2 separate regions of the Mus musculus genome follow, and region 2 is linked to region 1. Evidence: chromatin contacts called from public HiChIP or PLAC-seq data. All regions are on one chromosome and are shown on one strand. The core of a region is the stretch at or near the end of the contact, and the rest is flanking DNA. Distances in the headings are between cores, read along the strand shown.

Evidence for each region. HiChIP or PLAC-seq counts read pairs in DNA pulled down with a chosen protein or histone mark.
Region 2: an H3K4me3 HiChIP or PLAC-seq map of embryonic basal ganglia shows a contact between it and region 1, with 4 times the contacts expected there. The contact joins two enhancer-like sites. A contact is called at or near these places in 1 of 484 Hi-C or Micro-C datasets (nephron progenitors) and 2 of 115 datasets of contacts at active chromatin or transcription factors (embryonic basal ganglia and embryonic stem cells).

What each region holds. Positions count from the first base shown.
Region 1 is chr19:14,298,868-14,304,614 of GRCm38.p6, reverse strand. No RefSeq gene overlaps it. Among named protein-coding and RNA genes, the nearest start is that of Gm8630, 130 kb to the left of the region's middle. Within about 2 kb of position 3,229, at least 7 of the 459 cell types and tissues checked have an H3K27ac peak or open chromatin away from gene starts, as enhancers often do. A contact at or near this core is called in embryonic basal ganglia, where this site is marked.
Region 2 is chr19:14,774,868-14,780,614 of GRCm38.p6, reverse strand. No RefSeq gene overlaps it. Among named protein-coding and RNA genes, the nearest start is that of Tle4, 180 kb to the right of the region's middle. Within about 2 kb of position 3,059, at least 19 of the 459 cell types and tissues checked have an H3K27ac peak or open chromatin away from gene starts, as enhancers often do. A contact at or near this core is called in embryonic basal ganglia, where this site is marked.

The DNA.
Region 1 (5,747 bases), core at 1,980-4,479:
CTGCTGGTCTGATGCTTTACAACTTTTTGTATATTTGGAAGTTAGAGAATTACAGACCTGGGAGCTGAATGTTCTAAAGGTCAAAATGGAGTAGAGAGTGGCAACACAGATTCAAATTCAGATCTGCCAGGAACTTCTTAATATACAGATGAAAAACAGTCTTAGTTGCCTGAAAAATCTCTGAAGAGTTTTGTTGCTTTTAGCCATCACTTGTTTTCTTATTAAGGCTCAAATTCTTTACAAAAGAGGGAAACAGGAAGGAGTCTTTTGTTGTTTCTCACTACCTCTACCCTTGAGGACTTCACCCTCAAACTGTTCCTCAGAAGACCTGCAACGTTTCCCCAGTTTGCCTTCCCTGGTCTCATCCTTTCCCTTATATTATTGACACTTCATTTTCTTTCATCTGTTTTACATCAAAAACATTTGCTTGAAGTTATTTTCCAGAGGTTGTTTCCTTTCAGCTGTAGGCTTTTGAGAGCATTAGAGTACAGTTGCAGAAACAGTACAAGTTTCTACCTGGTGGAATATTGTTGAAGATGGGCTTTAAGATTTTCCTGTACTCCTTGCTCAGCCATCATAGGAGAAGGTTCTTCCTGCAGGAGATGGGAACGAATACAGAGATCCATAGTCAGATATTATTCAGTGAGACACCTGGGAACACTCAGACCCCAAAGGGATATCTTCATCAAATCCCTCCCCTCAGAGCTCAGGGAATCCTACAGAAGAGGAGGCAGAAAGATCATAAGAACCAGAGGGGATGCAAGACACCAGGAGTACACGGCCCACCAAATCAACATGATGAAAGCTGACATGATCTCACCAAGACTGAGGCAGGATGTACAGGGCGAGGATGGGTCTTCACTAGGACCTTTGTGTATATATTGTGGCTTCCAGCTCAGTGGGTTTTTAAATGGGATTCCTGGCAGTTATAAAAGAGTGAGTCTTTGTTTCTTGCATCTTCTCTTGGGCTTTTTCCCTTCTGTTTGCTTTGTCCAATGTATTACTTTTATTGTATAATATATTATAATGCATAATAATATAGTATTGTTATTTCTTAGAAGCCTTTTTTTTTCTAATGAAAGACAGAAAGGAGTGGTTCTAAATGGGAAGGGAGGTGGTAAGAACTGGGGGTAGTAGAAAGCACAATGAGGAAAAGAAGATCTATTTTCAATAAAAGGAAAAGCAGATTTTTACGTGCTACATCAAGCTGTGAGATGAGGTTACCTGTCTACCTTTCCATATCAGGTTTCCTTAATCTCAGAATCATTGTTACTTTTGGACAGATATAAGTTCATGGCATTGCTAAGTGTTCTATAGGTGTGTGTGTGTGTGTGTGTGTGCGCGCGCGCATGCGTGCACGCGCGTGAGTGCACGTTTAACTCTTATTGAGAACTGCCATTCTACACAAAAGTTAAGACACATGCTGAACCTCATCCAGTAGCAATGGTTTTCATTTAGGTCATCTGTCTGCAGCTTTTTAAGCCTCCATCTTGCCAGAAATGTAAGTGCTAGAAGATAAACAAGTTTGTTCTTAGTTTTTAAGATACTTTCTTGACTTCCTATTCCCATATTTCTATAAACATCAACCCTACTTCCCTACTTTTTAAACATTTGTACACTGTAGTGGGAGACACTAATAGTCCTCAGGGCTAGATGCCCAGACTGAAGACTGTCTCTACTGATGACATAGGCATGAGAAAAATATAGTTCCATGAAACTCAATATTTGTATTTGCAAAATGGAGCTTCATAGGCCAACCCATTCCTCACCAGAGTTCTGGAAACAGGCTTTGATTTGCCCTGTGGTTCCAAGAGGGAATGCTGTCAGAGAGCAACAAAATGAACATGTTGCCTTCCTCAACCCTCATTGAAGCCTTCCTAGGGGTGGAAGAGCAACTTAGCCTCTTGGTGATTGCAGGGATGGACTTGAACCAAATTTGCACCAGTTCCTGGACCAGATCTATCGATAAAAGTGTGCTCTACCCTCACTGGCCTGAGCAGCCTGAGGGTTTCTTCTGTGGCACCCATGTCTTGGAGTGGTGGAGGAGGAAGCTTGCTTCTAGTGCACATGGAACCTCCTGTTTGAACCCATGGAAGCCCCGACATTTTGGTTCTAGTTGGGCTTCATCTTGTTTTAACATCGGTTTTCATAATTTGTTGCTTTCCTTTAAAGAACCTTTAGGATATTTGTTGTGTTTTGTATCCGTGGTTTTGATAGAACTTAACAAAAGCTGGACAATATCTAAGGGAGGAAAACCATGGAGATCTTCACAGACTGGAGAAAATGAGGAGAGTCTACAGCTTACCATGTCTTACGACTGCAAATATCAGGAAATCCACCTGTATTTCCCCCTGGCCTGCACAAAACCTAGGGTTTTCAGCACACTTGAAAAAATATTTTCCCATTGACCATCTTTAGCATCAACTAATTTAGTCTCCCCCTCCCCACCCCCATCTCCCTCTTCCATTCCCTCTCTTTGTCACTAGGAGAATGTAACTAAACAGTGTAGTATTCAGTAAACACCAGAGGCAGATAGCTTACTTCTTTTTCATTCTGATGTAACCTACTAGGTGCTGAGGAGTCTGTGTGGCATCAGGAGACTTAAAGGAACATGAAGCTCCTTACTTGGTTATCACAGCCAGAGGTACAGACAGGTCGTTGTGTGAGTGGGACTTTGAACTTGGAACTTCTAAGAGAATTCTGGAGTTCCAGGGCAAAGTATCCAAACAGGAAAATAAAAAGGACAACACTCATGTAATATCCTCTGTCCTCCTTTCTCAGACTACCCTTTACAGAGAATGAAGTGGGAATAGCATGCAGAGACTCGTAATGAACCCTGAAAATGTCTGTCACCAATCAGCAAACAGCCCCCACCATGACTTGGTGCATGGATGCCCCTGTGACTAATTTGCCACATCTTTTTGTAATAACAAGGGATTTTTTAAAGGTGTTTATCCCATCCACAGCTTTTTAAAGCAGCGAGTTCATTTAAATAATTACCTAGTCATTTAGTTAATGCATTCTTTTTTAAACTTGACTAACTACAGCGTATGTGGTTTTGATGGAAAAAGAGCCCCCTTTATGTAATAGCACTGTTTTTTCCCCCACAAAATAAATGCAACACAATTATTTTACTGCAGAGAAATTAGCTCATTTGCAAATGCCACCTCAGAACACAAGAAGAATGGCATTTATTGAAGCACTAATAACGGCACCATGTTAGAATAATTTTATGCTGACGGGTCCACAATCACTCAACATTTTAAGAGCTGTCATCACACCAGCATGAGCTGCATGCAAAAGTACAAATTTATGCTGTGACATCATGGCACTGAGTGTAATTGGAATAAAATCACCGGCTTCTCTTTGGCATTTGCTTGTATTTCTGAGGCCTTCCTTGCCCACCCAGAGTGGATTCTTGGTACTGAACCAGCAGTCACATATTCTTTGAATGTAGCATGGACCAGGCTCATGCAGGTGGGCCCTTCACATACTTCTGAAGGACACTTTCCAGTGGGTGTTCAATGACCTGTGCTGTGACTGAACAGAGAACTACAGAGCTGGAAGAATCACAAATCAGCCAAAGACACTCTTTAGATCTGGATAATTAAACAACAGTCACTATACAATGGCTGAAGACCTCATATCAATTTTAGCAAGTTAATAAATTCCAGTCATGGCCTATAGTTAAGTACTGTGCTTGAGAGAATCAGACTTCCACATTGATCCTCTGGACTTTCTATAACATTTTACTCTTATTTTTGTAGTATGGGAATGGTGCTTTCTGAGAACAATGTCACCTGACAAGAGATGACAATGATCATGGAGAAAGGGCACAAATGCCCCTGTCATATTTAGACATGGTACAGTGCTTAAAATTTCACATTTCTTGCCACTGAGGATAATCAGATGTGCTCTGCCCTGAGAAAGGAGGTGTTGATGTACATCTTTTCAAATCTGGGCTGAACTCTGTAATTGGGAACCGTGTTTGGGCACACAGGTGTGGCTGTCTGTCAAAAAATTGAGGGGAGGTGCGTGGGCACATTTCTGCAAAACACATCTCAGTGTTCCCCTCCAGAATGTTGAAAATGTGGAATGTGGGAGACTGTCTGCAACCCCCATGACTTGTGAGTGGCTGTCTTACTAAGCTTAAGGAGATGGTTAACTTAGATATAGGGAGGAAATATAATTAGGGGCCAGATAACTGGTAAACATAACACATTTGTGTTAAGGGATGACAGAGTAGAAGGGTGTTTCCTTTGGAGGATACAGTTCCCAAGGATGTGCTCTCAATGATGTCCAAACCCTAATGATCAGCTCTTGTGAATATGTTACCTTATATGGCAAGTGGGACCTTGCAAATGTAATTAGGAGTTCTGAAATGGGCAGATTATCTGAGTTATTCATATGGTTCTAATGTAGTATAAGGGTTCTTAGAACAAAAGAGGAGAGATGAAGACTCAGTCAGAAGCAGAGGACAGAAACAGAGCATAAGGGGATGTGGCAGCTGCCTTTGGAGATGGAAGGGATCATGAATCAAAGAATGGAGTCAGTGTACAGGATCTTGATAAGCCAAGAAACAGACACCTCCCGAGCTTTCAAAGGAAGGAATCTGTGCTCACATCCTGATCTGAGCTCCAAGAGATATCCCAGACTTCTGGGCTCCAGAACTATAACGTAACGAATATGTCTGCTCTTATGATACAAATATGTGGTAATTTGTTGAAGCAGCAATAGAAAACTAATGTAATAGCTTTTTAAAAATAATTTATAAGTATGTTAACTGGACTGAACTAGTTTTTGGCATTTGATGAGTTTTTGTTTCTGTAGAACTAAAAGCAATACCTAAAATCATATACTTCTCATGCTGATTCACGAAGTCAAAGAAATCCTTTTTATCAGAAAAAAAAAAAGATGTTTAAAGGACACAAATATAGCCCTCAGTGAAAAATTAAGGGCTCAAGTTGTGGGCTGTCTAGACCAGGAGTGTGGAACATTTTCTATTGGTTCAGGTCAGTTTCTAACTGATGGATTTCAGTTATCTTGCTTGTGGTTGGCTTTCCTAATGGCCAGCCTTATATATTAGACATTAATACATTGTAGTTCCTTTACTGATATTTACTGAAGTGCTGTGGCAATTTAAGAACATGGCCGTAAAGCCTTAGGCATGCTATCAAGAGACCCTTTTGGTGCAAGTGGGTGAGGCTGGTCTTGCTCTAGCTGGTAGAGCATGGCCAGAAAGATCTATTGTCTTCCAAGAGCAGGCAGCGCCTTGTAGAGGGAGGATCACAACTAATTAATGAGTTGGAAATTTCTGGTTTTGGAGACTCAGTTGTGTTATGTGATATTTTTCTGAAACCTGTGTGATAAGAAGATGTGTTGCTGAAGTACACATGTGAGAGGATGTTTTGCTGGGACAGGCTCTTGGGAGAATGTGTGATGCTTGGAAAGGGTATACAGAAAACCAGATAGTGTACAATGCTTTTGCGTTGGTTTGGCTTGCAATGCTTTGGTGGTCTTCACATATCTTCTCTTGTCATCACATTGTAGAGAGAAATGCACCAAAATACTCCTCATGGCATTCCAGATGCTTCTTGCTGCTTCTGTAGACTCCGGGCAATTCTGTAGAACCTTGTGGTTTCTTCTAGATCGAACTGCTGCTACTGATTTGTGTTTGGTGTTTGCTGATTAGACTTGGACTGTCACTACTGATTTGTGTTTGGTGTTTTGGACCTGACTGCTGATAT
Region 2 (5,747 bases), core at 1,810-4,309, 480 kb before region 1:
GTGAAGGCTACAAAATGATACCCTGTCTCAAAAAGTAAAACAAAATTAATAATAATAATAACAATAATGCAATTGCAAACAGAACATATGGTCTCATTGTAATGCATTTTTAAAATATTTGGAATCCTACTTTATAGACATTTATAAAGTAAAAATTAAAATGGTAATTTAAAATAAAAATAAAGTGAATGGTGAAATATCAGACCAACTTTGGACTAGAATTACATCTGAGAAGGAAGGGATAAGTCATAGAGAACAGAAGGCTTACTTTTAATGTCATGATTGCTTTTAAAAACAGTGAGAACAGACATAGCAAATTAACAATTGTTTTAGGTGGTTGGCAAGGACATACCTGTTTATTTCTGTTGTATTTTGCTGTAGGTTTTAGTATATTTAAATATACTCATGTAGCCATGTACTAGTGAACGATATTTTGATTGGTGATGGACAGCACGTATGGCAGCTGTCCTATAAGATTACACCACTTACTGATAGTTACAGCCATCTTGCTTTGCACATTCAGTCAGCCAATGGTAAAATCACCTAGCAACCAGTTCTCAGCAATCATCTCTGGCATTAAAGCCATGCCTGACTGTGTACATACACTCACCTATATGTGTGTATGTACATTATTACACACTAATAATACTAACAATATACACACTATGTAATAATCTAAACTATGTATCACGTCATAAAAAATAAAAGCCGTAAGTCCCTCTTTTTTGCCTCTGCACTGGTTTTCTGCTCTCTGAGTACTATAGGCAGGTAGGTAGACTGCAACACACACCATTTAGAGGCTCCATTCAGGACTCAGCTCCTCTAAAGAAGCGACTTCTAATGACTTATATAGCCACTTTAGGATTTCTGGGAAAGAGAAATGGCCTGTGGGGCTCAAATAGATGTTTAGCTCTTTACTCACCAGGAAATTACTGGTTCTAGAAGTTACAACTCGCACATATTTAAGGTGTTACCTTATGATTAAGCACCCACCCCCTTTCTTCTCACACCAGTTTCCTTCTATCACATTTGGACACAGATATAAGCAACAGAGACTATGACTCTATAGCCAGGATATGCTCCTGCCCAGTCTATGTCCTTCCAGTTAAACTTTGGCTGCATAGTTACCTCCTCATGTTGTATAGGTGAAAGTAGGTTAATCGCCCTTCCCTATTTTGCCATGAACTGCACGTTTCCCTTCTGACTGATCATTCAGTCAAAATTACTTAGTCATTGGTATTAACACACACATAATGTCTGCCTGTCCCTTTAGATTGTAGGCTCAGAGTTTGGCTTCTTATTGGACCACAGTAGTATGCATAGAGGCAAGCTTTATGTGTAGAGCTAAAATGTATTTTGTAGAATGGATGGCTTCTGAGGCACGGAAAAGGTTTTTCTAGAATTGATGCCCACACGTGAATAAGTATCAGTGCATCACAGATAATGGATCAGTGAACTAGCGAACTAGTGAAGATCTGCCTCTTCTCTGGCTTTACCACTTGCTGGGTCTAGGACACTCAGTCCCTGGCAACACTAAGTGAGTTCTGTAGCCTCATTGGATAAATAATCTCTCCTTGCTCTCTCATTGGCTCTGTGGAAATGAATAAAATCATTATCTTCTATGTCTGTCTCCTTAACAATAAACAGGAAATAATTCTAGCCACAGGGTAGATATTATTTGTGATAGATATTGTGGTAGATAAATTGTAGTAGATATTGCTATATGAGAATGAGAACTTAGAAATTCTGAGTTGAACAGAGCAATCAAGAAATATGAAGGATGAGGAGAAAATCTTGTAAGCTAGACATCATACTGTAGTGTAAAAAATATATACTGTGCTCCACAGGAAATGTGTGTTGTCTTCAACAGCCTATAGTCTTTGAAGGTAAGGAAAGCGCATATCTCTTAATGAATTGAGACCGGAGAGATGACTCCGTGAAGAACATTTTCTGCTCACAGAGGACCCCAGTTTGTGTTCCATTACCAAGTTGACAACTCACAAACCCAACCACCTCTAACCTGTCACCTCCAGAGGCACCCAGCATTCATACAAATAAATAAAAACAAATCTTAAAAAGAAACAGTATCTTTTTCATGAATGAATGGTTCCGTAGCTACACTAGTTACCATTTACTAAAGTTAAAACTTTGGCCCAGACAAAAACCTACACACAGATGTTTACAGCATTTCCATCATGAATGCCAACACTTGGAAGCAACCAAACTTTTTCAGTAGATGGTGAAGCAAACTGTAGAATATCTAGATGGTGAAATGTGATTAGCCCTCCCAACCCCCCCCCCCAAAAAAAACAACCCTCTGGGACTCTTGCTAAATTACTAAGGGAAAAAAAGGCAATCCAAAAATAAATAAATAGATAAATAAAATAAAGGTCCCGCCCTTTATTTTATTCAAATAAAATTTGAAACTCTGGGGCTTTCTTTCTATATACTAGAGCAAATGCTGGAAACCTCAGGAGGAGGCTAGAAAAAGGAAGGGGCTGGGAGAAATTACACTCCGCTCAAAACTGCACTAAAACTTAAAATCTACCCCAAAGTTCGTAAATGGAAGTAACAGAAATAATGCAAGGGACAGGGACAGAACATTGCGCTGAGGGAGATGGGCAGTAGACAGGGCCACATGCAGGAAAGCAGTCACTCAGGCTGGAGCCCAGAAGTACCACAGGGATCCAGGAGCTCGGGACCAATCCAGGACGACTACCCAGAATCTCTCCCATCAAAACACGCAGCGAGGGAGGAGGGTGATCCAAACTGTTTGCACTAAAAAGAGCAGTAAACACTCATCTCAATAAAATGTCTTAAATACAAAAACATTTAGTATGCCCAGTCTGGCTTCTCTTGCTTATTTTTTTGTTAACTGCTCAATGCAGAGGACAATTTACTTTTCCGTTAAAAAAAAAAAAGAATTCTCTCTCTCTCTCTTTCCCATTCTGTTTTGGTTTGTGAGGTTTTGTTGTCATTTCTTCCTAAAGCGCTGTTTCCTCACATTTGCATCATGTGAGATTCCATTTAAACTGCCTTTTAATTGTATGTGCCGCCTTGGCAGAACATGACTGATGTACTCGCGTTAATTAGGGCTCCAGTCAGCAGCCCGTGCCAGCTGGAAACTGAGAAACAAGCGTAAATTATTCTGTCATCAATCAGCTCGGAAATGTTTGAATCACTAATTAGTTTGCAATTTGGGTGACAGTTTATCTGACGCAGGCGATGTCAGAAACTTCAGATCTGAGATGAATAATTTGCCAGGAACAAGCCCAGATTCCCTGCCTTTAAATACATGAAGGTTTATCTGCATGTTGAAAGGTGGCTCAGCGGTCTTCATTAACTTCCAACTGGGACTATGTAAATCAGGATCCAGCGTGAGCCACTTCAGGCCATGGTGGCTTAGCAGATGATATTTAGAAAAAGAAATCCTCTTTTTTTTTCTTTTTCTTCTTCTTTTATTAATAATTCATAAACTGATAGACAAGGATGTTTGGGTTTTAACAGCTTTTAAAAATCACAATGGTTTTCTTTTAAAAAAATAATAAAGCAATCATTCCCCTTTTACATGAAAATTAGCGGTGTTGCATCTTGCTGTTTAACTGATTTATTCTCTTCCACTGTCACGTGACCAGAATGTTAAACGGGAAGTGATTATTAGCCCTTATCCTTTCAAGAAGCGTTGTTATTGGGCTTTATTAGATGGCAGACTTATGTTTCCGCTTAAAGGAAAGGTATATAGACAGCATTGGGGGGCAGGGTAGTAAAAATAGAAAAACAAATTTTTGTTTGAAAGCATCATGAAATCTGCTATTCCTTCCACTAAAGATGCTCGAATGGGCCCCACATATTGCAATCAAAGAACAGGCCTAGATAATAAGCCTTGTATCCTCTGTGTATGGAAAGGGCTGCTATTTGTGGGACATTTAAATATTCCCTGTGCATTTTAGATCCGTAGCATCACTCTGGCATTTATAGGACACACAGAGGCGAGGATGAAAGCAATCAGAAGTCGTCGTCTTTCAAACTTTCTCTCTACTCGAAGTCAACTGAATCCACCCTCTTAATTATAGTAGACCTCCAGGACCAATCCTGTGTTTTCTTATGGAAACAGAGTAGAAGAGGATAAACAGGTTTGAAATAAGCCATGTTCCCCTCAGGACGAGGCAGGAGAGGCTGTCTACCAGGAAGCAGGGGATTTCGGGAGTCCCAGTGGCAGTTGGTAAGTGGGGGTTCAGGGGCGGAGATACAAAGCCAGATGCTTGGGGAGACCTATTTCCCTAGGACAGGTAAGGCTCTCTCAAAAGACCTTCCTTTTCAAGGAGTTTCCTGACAATCTCCAACTCCAAAGTCATTTTCTCAGTTATGTTTCCTCACACCATTTGAGCTCACCATTTTAATTCCCACTAAGATTTGAATGGGGTTTGTTCCCTTCAAAACTCAAACTGAAACTTAATGGCCGTTATAATGGTGTCAGAGCAAAAGCACAGACTGCCACACACAACCAATTAGAGACCATTCATGGTAAAAAAAAAAAAAGAAGAGAAAGGAGATTTAATCAATGTGACACGCTTAGAAAATGAACAGGACAGGGCCCAGTGACCCCATGTCTATCTTCTTGACATTGACATGAGCTTTCCACATTGGGGTCGGTAAGTGGTCTTGGGGTCTTGGTCAAGGTGTGGTCTGGACAATCCTTTCCTCAGTTCGAATGTTTAAAAATAAATAAAATAGTCTCAGACAAATGTGTTCAGTGTTTCTGATTGAAATTTGTAAAATAGGAGAGGCCAGGGGAAGATTTCCTCCAGTTTCAGTGTGGGAATAACAGTTATGCTGACTAGTTTTTGTTTCTTTGGGGTGTTTTGTTTTGCTTTATGTCAACTTCCCATAAGCTAGAGTCATCTGAGAGAATGGAACCTCAATTGAGGAAATGCTTACATAAGATCTGGTTGAAGGCAAACCTATAGGGCATTTTCTTAATTAGTGATTGTGCAGAATGGCTCAGAAAAGTGTGGGTAGGACCAATCCTGGGCTTGTGGTCCTTGGTTTTATAAGAATGCAGGCTGAGCAAGTCAGAGGGAGCAAGCCAATAAGAAGCATCCCTCCACTGTCTTGACATCAGCTCCTGCTTCCAGCTTTCCGTGGTGGTTGAGTTCCTTCCCTGACTACCTTCAACAATGAACAGTGACATGGAAGTATAATGAAAGTCCAAGTTGCTTTTGGTCATGGTGTTTTATCACAACAATAGTAACCTTGACTAAGAAAAGAATAGCTGTGCTACCACATAATACAACACTCCTCAGAAAGTAGATTATAGAGGATGTAGCATGTTCTACACAGAGCCTCTAAAGTCACTCTAGAGACAGAATGGCAGAGAGTTGCCAGAGGAAGAGCTGTGGAAGGATATGCAAGGGATATTTTATGAGTCACACTGGGAAGTGGTGAAAAAAAAAAAAAAACTTGCTACGCAAACAAAATAGTGGATCATCAAAGCGAAAGAAAACTAGTGTTACTTTAAACTCCTCCTTTCTCTTTTTTTCTTCTTTCTTTCTCTCTTTCTTTCTTTCTTTCTTTTTCATTTATTTATCCTTTCTTCTTATTTCTAGGAGAAAAAGTCAAAGTAGCCTGATGAAAATATTGAAAATTATATTTCTGGAAACTTTACAAAGCAAACATGAGATGATACTCTTTGCTACTTCGAACAGCATCAGCATAGCTTTGACCCTAATTTTTTTTTCAGATCATTT